2 separate regions of the Mus musculus genome follow, and region 2 is linked to region 1. The links are chromatin contacts, called in public promoter capture Hi-C maps. All regions are on one chromosome and are shown on one strand. Each heading gives the region's core, a stretch centred on a gene start, on an enhancer-like site or on the middle of the called end of the contact. The rest is flanking DNA. Distances are from core to core; before and after follow the strand shown. Region 1 overlaps Mylk3 (myosin light chain kinase 3). Region 2 holds the start of 4921524J17Rik (RIKEN cDNA 4921524J17 gene).

What was found. Promoter capture Hi-C pulls out the DNA fragments that hold promoters and counts their contacts.
Region 2: a promoter capture Hi-C map of cranial neural crest shows a contact between it and region 1. The contact joins the promoter of 4921524J17Rik here to the enhancer-like site in region 1. A contact is called at or near these places in 7 of 39 promoter capture datasets (cranial neural crest, embryonic stem cells, frontonasal cranial neural crest and 4 more), 3 of 115 datasets of contacts at active chromatin or transcription factors (embryonic stem cells and extraembryonic endoderm stem cells) and 1 of 9 other capture datasets (pancreatic islet).

Annotation. Positions count from the first base shown.
Region 1 is chr8:85,337,263-85,340,618 of GRCm38.p6, forward strand. The region is part of intron 9 of Mylk3 (myosin light chain kinase 3); the gene reads right to left. Among named protein-coding and RNA genes, the nearest start is that of Gm22336, 24 kb to the left of the region's middle. Within about 2 kb of position 1,774, at least 11 of the 459 cell types and tissues checked have an H3K27ac peak or open chromatin away from gene starts, as enhancers often do.
Region 2 is chr8:85,431,027-85,434,382 of GRCm38.p6, forward strand. 4921524J17Rik (RIKEN cDNA 4921524J17 gene) reads right to left here and starts at 1,815. Exons shown (of 4, transcript NM_025722.3): 1 at 1,633-1,815. The coding sequence starts at 1,698.

The DNA of each region.
Region 1 (3,356 bases), core at 524-3,023:
TCAAACTTGACGTGAAATCGCGTGAATAAGTACAAACATATGGGGCTGAAGCTTCTGGAGAGTGACTGCTTTGTTGGTGTGCACATATGCTAGAGGGGTCATGGTAAGAAAAGGCAGGGATGAACATTATCATCAATCATGAGGGAAATACAAATTACAACTACAATGTACTTTCATGTGCACCCATATACATTTCTATAGTACTAAGTGCACACATACATATAAGAGAGGGAGAAAATATAGCATGCATTGACTAGAATGTAGAGAATTCAGATCCTTTGTGCAGTGTAAGTGAAATGGAGCAGACGCTGCTGAAATCATTAAGGTGAGCAGGGTGTGGTGTCTGAAACTGTAATTCCAATACTCAGGAGGCTGACACAGCAGGACTGAGGTGAGTCGGAGACCAGGATAAGTTACAGGATGAGTTTAGACAAGCTTGAGTAACAGCCTCTGTCTCAACAAAACAAAATCCAGAGAGGTGACTAATAAAACATAATTATGTAATCCAGCGATGTTTTGAGCACATAGTCAAGAAAATGAAAAGTAGCACACTCCAGGAGAAGCTCTGTGCTTTGCTGTGCCCTGTTTTCACACCTGTGACCCGAGAGTGGGATTCCTTCCACCTCAAGTAGAAATTCCTTGAAATCAGCTCCACTCCCTAATGCTGGGGCTGGCCATGGGAGTTGCTTTGCTAATAGAATGAGAGTAAGATTTCACTGGGCCAATGCCAAGCTAGGCCATAACTGTTCCTGTGTCACTGCCACAAGAAGAGAATGAGAGACACGGTGCACATCTGACGTCACTGAGGGCTGGAGAGATAGCTCATTGGTTAAGACCCAGGTCCAAGGCCAGGTGTGGTGGCACACACTTTTAAACACAATACAAGGGAGGGAGAGGCAGGCAGATCTTTGTGAGTTTGAGGGCAGCCTGGTCTACAAATCCAGTACCAAGACAGTCATGGATACACAGAGAAACCCTGTCTCAAACAAATAAACAAACAAACAAAAAAAACTCTAAAAAAACAAAACAAAAGGCACGGGTTCAATTCTCAGAATTCATATGGCGGCTCACGACCATTATAACTCCAGTGCCAGGGAATTCAATACCTTCTTCTGGCCTCTATGGGCACTGTACACATGTGCACAAATATACATACAGGCCAAATGTGTGTGTGTGTGTATTAAAACTAACTAGCTCAATGATCTCAAATAGTGGTCTATAGGTAAATGTTCACAAATAGCTGTCTAGACTTTTTTTTAAAGACTTGATCTGCAGTAATTGCCAAGTTGTGTGATCAAAATACTGATCTTCCCAGGCTAGTGTCAAGGGTCCATCATGAAGTTACTGGGTGATGAGATTCGGTGGCCTATCACATAACACTCAAACTTTTGAGCCTAGCATTCAGGATTCTTCTTTAGTAATCTCATCTTATACTGTGCTCTCCCTAGATCAGTCTGCTCACACTCACTGGCTCTCAGGCCATAGCTAATGCCATCTCCCATGATACCCCTCTACAGCTCCTGTTCATACTGGCTCCTGCTCTCAGAAGAGCTCTAAAGCTAACTGGGTTCCTCAATTTGTAAAAACTGGAAACTATCACAAGTCAATCCTGTATCCCCACTGTCGCCCTCTTCTGAGCTGGTAAACATTCACTCTACCTGCTCATGACAGATCCGGTCCACAAGAAGCGTCCCTCATGCCAGGAGCTTCTAGTGGTTGCTTCTTGCTCTGAATTCAGTGTGTCCTGTAAGTGGTCATATGACAACTGCACACCTGGCACTCAAGTGTGTTCTGCAAATCTTGTATGTGCATTCCATCCAGCACAATTATTATACAAAATGATACAAGTGTTAGACCACAAGGATCTCAAAAAGGGGATTTTAGGGTGCCAAAAATTATTTAGCTATTGTGATGGTTTGTATATCCTTGGATCAGGCAGTGGCACCATCTGGAGGTGTGGCCTTGTTGGAATGGGAGTGTCACTGTGGGTGTGGGCATAAGATCCTCACCCTAGTTGCCTGGAAGTCAGTCTTCCACTAGCAGCCTTTGGATGAAGATGTAGAACTCTCAGCTCTGACTGTGCCTTGCCTGCCTGGATACTGCCATGCTCCCACCTTGACGATACTGGACTGAACCTCTGAATCTGTAAGCCAGCCCCAATTAAATGTTGTCCTTTATAAGACTTGCCTTGGTCATGGTGTCTGTTCACAGCAGTAAAACCCTAACTAAGACAGCTATTATGGGTTTGCAAAGGGCCAGAGGACAAACACAGCTGCACTCCATGGAGAGGAGGACACAGTGAGTGTGCAAAAGGGTCTAAAAAGGCCTGCTGGGGGCAGATGGTGATGAGAACTAGGTTGGAAAGCAGCAGTCTCTTGTATAAGACACACATATGTGCAAAATAATCCCAAGTTTAGAAAACATTATTTAGGAAACAGTGAAGCAGGTTTCCGACATCATTGATTGTGGTTTTTCAAGTGTGTGGGTAGAGGGCTTATATTGCTCACTGAAGGTGGTGGGGTGGCAAATTTCTGTTATAGCAACAGCACGGAGGTGATGAAATATGCCTTTCACTCCTGCAAATAGGTAACATTTCAGCCCATGGAGGCGCAACCCCAAAAGACTGCCACTGTCATTTAGGATGCTTCCTGAAAGCAGGGACAGAAGCCAGAAGCTGACCTGGCAAGGAGTTCAGCTGCTGTGTGAGTGATGGGGGAAGGGCAGGATACTCAGAGCATCACAGACAGCTCCTTGTGGGAAGCAGCCATCAAGACTACAGAAAATATGACCACAGAGGCACACACACATAATCCTAGCACTCAGGGGGCTGAAGAAGGAAGATCAAAGTCTGAGGCCAGCCAAGCGCTACATAATGAGATCTTGTCTGAAAAACAAACAATGAACAAAGCTAGGTGGTGGCACATGCTGCAATCCCAGCATGCGGAGGCAGAGGAAAGAAGACCAAGATTTAATGGTCAAAGTCAGCCTCACTGCAGAGCAAGTGTGAAGCCAGCTGAAACTTGCTCCCCCACCCCACCCCCCCAAAAAAAAACAAGAATGAAGAAAGGGAGGGGCTAAGCTGTTGCAGGATTTTCCCTGTCCAATCACATAGGGCAGCAGGAGGCCTGTATTTGGACAGGGAAAAGGGAGGCAGCACTAAGAGTTACAGAGTCAGAGAGCATAGAAGGGAGAAGGAAGATGGCGGGCAGATGTGAACCAGTATGGCCCTTAGCCAGCCGCAGTTATGGTATTATAAGGTTAGAATAATTGGGATAAAGCTCTTATCATTATCAATTGGCTCTGAAATTATTGAATTGACTTCTTGTAAATTGAGAATTTATTGACACATATAATTA
Region 2 (3,356 bases), core at 565-3,064, 94 kb after region 1:
CTCAGTCCCAACCCAGGGGGCCTTACAGGATGCAAGCAGAGAGCAGACTGCCCCAGGCTCTTCTCTGCCTCCCAGGCTCCCAGGCACAAACCAAAAAGAAAAAAAAAAAGGGGGGGGGATATTATATTGTATAGCAAAGTAAATGTCATCTCTCCAAATAAAACTCTGGTTTGTTTTACAGCCTCAAGTCTAAAAGCTAACGTCTTCTGCTCTTCCTTTAACCAGGGTTTTTTTGTTTGTTTGTTTGTTTGTCTTTTGCCTTTTTCAATTTTCAGGGGTTTTTTGTTTTTCTTTTTAACTCATCAATGTGTGTGATTGTGTAGGTGTGAGCATCGCAGCACGGGTGTGGAGGTCAGAGGTTAACCGTACAGCCGTTCTCTCCTTCCACCTTTACAGGGATCTACCTCAGGTAGTCAGGCTTGAGCAGAAAGCACCTTTACCACCTAAAGCCATCTCACTGGCCAATAACCAGGAAATTAAAAACAGATATTTTCCCCAAAAGATTATTTTATGCCAAGTAAAACAAGGGACTTGTGCCCTACAGAAACAGAATGCATAATTCATACTGTAAAAGCCTTAACTGAAAATTATTTAAACATCAAAGTAATCTGCCAACAGACTGATCACAAAGTGCAAGTTTGCTACAATTTAGTTGGGTGGAAAGAATGAACGTAACTCTACATTTTGGAAAACATGACTGTTTTGATATTGCAGACTGGTATGCTCTATCGACTAAACTTGCACAACTTTCCATCATCAGCATTTTTAAACATTGCCTATAAATCATACTGAATAAAACATGTAACTTTTTTGTTTAAAGATTTTAATAAACCTACAAGGACACGCCCTAAATAATATACTTAAATCAGATTTTAAGTCTCCACCCATTTCCAATTACTCCAGAGAGAAGGAGGGGGGAGGGGAAGAGAGAGAGGTAGTCATTTTAGGAAGATTCAGGAAAAAGAAGTACAGCCAGATCTGCATGCCGGCATGAAGGCCTAAGGATGATTTTAATGGAATGAGTTTTTGTTCATCACACTATAATTAGGCGTACTTAAATGTAGGAAAAGAAAAATGATTTTTTTAAAAATTACGACTATTACTCCATGAGTTCAGTCTAAATATGAATGATTTCAAATTCACGAATCCGCATATTTAAAAAAAAAATCTGTAAGCAGACATGTCAAATTTACAACAGTAAATAGCACGAATGGGACGGGGCACACGCAGAGAGGAAGAGCCTCAACGCCGACTTTATTCGAACCGTGTTCCGTTAACAACGTAGTGGAAGGACTAGAAACCACACATCAAACTGGTTGGTTTTTTTGCGGCGTTCCGGAAGTCCACAAATTTGCAAAAAAGTTAGCACCATTACTGTCCTTTTGTCTGCTTTATGCTGCCACCCAGGTGGCGGGGAGCGACAGCTGAGAAGCAGCACCGCACTCTCCCCAACCGCGAACAAAGCCATGCGGGGCGGCAGGGGTCCGCGGGCCGGCCCGGGACCAGAAGGGGCAGCGCCGGGTCCCCGCTCCCAGGCCCCCGCCGCCCGCGGGCCGCCGCGCACCGCCAACCGCCGCCGAGCAACGGCCACCCGCCCTGCCCGCCCCGCCCGCTCGCGCCGGCCCAGCCCACCTGTTGGTCGCACTCGGGGCACGATTTGGTGGCCATCTTCACTTTCTTGGCTCGAGTTGCAGACATGCTCCCCTCCTGAGCAGCGGTGGAAGCAGCGCCGTGCCTCCGCTGCTCCACACAGCGCGTCCTCACTCCAGCCGCGACCCAGCCGTGGAGGCGCGCGTGCGCGTGCGCGGGGCTGCGTGCGGGTTGGAGGAGGGGGGCGCCGCGGCCCTTCCAGGGAAGTCCCATCGCCACGCCCTCTAAGGCGGTGGACCGCTCGGGGGCGTGGCTCCGACGAGACTCCACCAACCAACGCACAGGTGGGCCGAGCCCTGGTGCTGGGCACGCCCCCTCGTCGGCCCCAGAACCAGAGCCTGAAATGGTTACTGGCAACGGAAAACCTCTCTGCAAATGTCAGCAATGCTAATCCGAGAGAAATTATAATAGACACTCGATGAAACCCCTAGGCTTCCAGCGTCAGGGGTATAAACTTCACTATTCATTAAATAATTGCCTACGATCCACTATTAAGCACACCGAATAAGAAATGTCTGCCTTCAAGGAACAGTCTACAAGGCTTTGTTTTTGGAGGGGGTGGAGAGGTTGGTCTGGTTTCATCTTGTGTATCACTGATACTGAGTAGTTTAAAATTAAAAGCAAATTATTTGAAAAGTGAAACAAAATGCTGTGCACTCCTATCATCCCAGCTTTCACTGCTCTTGTTCAGATCTACAGTGAGAGAGCAGAGAGATATTTTTAAACTGTAGTTTGATGAAGAAAGGAGCATGAGCTGGGTATAAAGTTGCAGAAAAGGGAGGGGTAACACACAGAGCATCTGCCATTGTTAAAGAGACTCCTCATACTCTGTACTATAGGAAAGGTATCTCAGGACAAAGACACTACCTGTCCAAAAAAAAAAAATCTAAACGTGTGAAAATGTAAAGTCAGTTAAAAGAAGTGTGTGTGTGAATAGAGTCCTTAACACAAGGGTTCCCCAATCCCAAATAACCCCCTAAGGAAGTCTCCAGGATCAGCCTTGAAGGGACACAAAACTTCTGCCACTTTGGATCAAAGGGAGCAGATGACATCTGGAGCTGACAGCATTATCTTGGGCTACTGGTCTTGCAAGTAAGAGAAATGTAATGTTCACTGCCTGGACACACACACGACCTTTACTCTCTCAAGAGGGCACACTAAGCCCGGTGTGGTGTCTGCACGCTTTTAATCCCAGCACTCAGGAGGCAGAGGCAGTCGGATTTCTGAGTTCGAGGCCAGCATGGTCTACAAAGTGAGTTCCAGGACAGCCAGAGCTATACAGAGAAACCCTATCTAAAAAAAAAGAAAAAAAGAAAGAAAAGAGGGCACACTAGGGAGATGGATCACAGGAAGAAAGAAAGTGGGCTTAGAGTTAGTGATTTTTCTGTATCAGCTGGGGTCAGAACTCACAGTCCTGTTTGATTGCCAAGTTGGAAAAGAATTGACACACGAATGTGGGTGGAGGGCAGGGAATTACTGTTCCATGCCACTAAATTCCTGGAACAAGACAGAGGCCTTTTGTGTAAACAAAGTCTCTCAAAGTCTCTCTCTCTCTCTCTCTCTCTCTGCATATGTGTGTAACATTTGTGCAAAAGTTTTATGTATTCTGGCAGATTAAAAAAATGAATTTCTTGTCAAGATTCATGGCATTCCATTAAAATTTGATTATTTAAAAAGAGAGAGGTGTAAGTATGAGGGGCCACCAA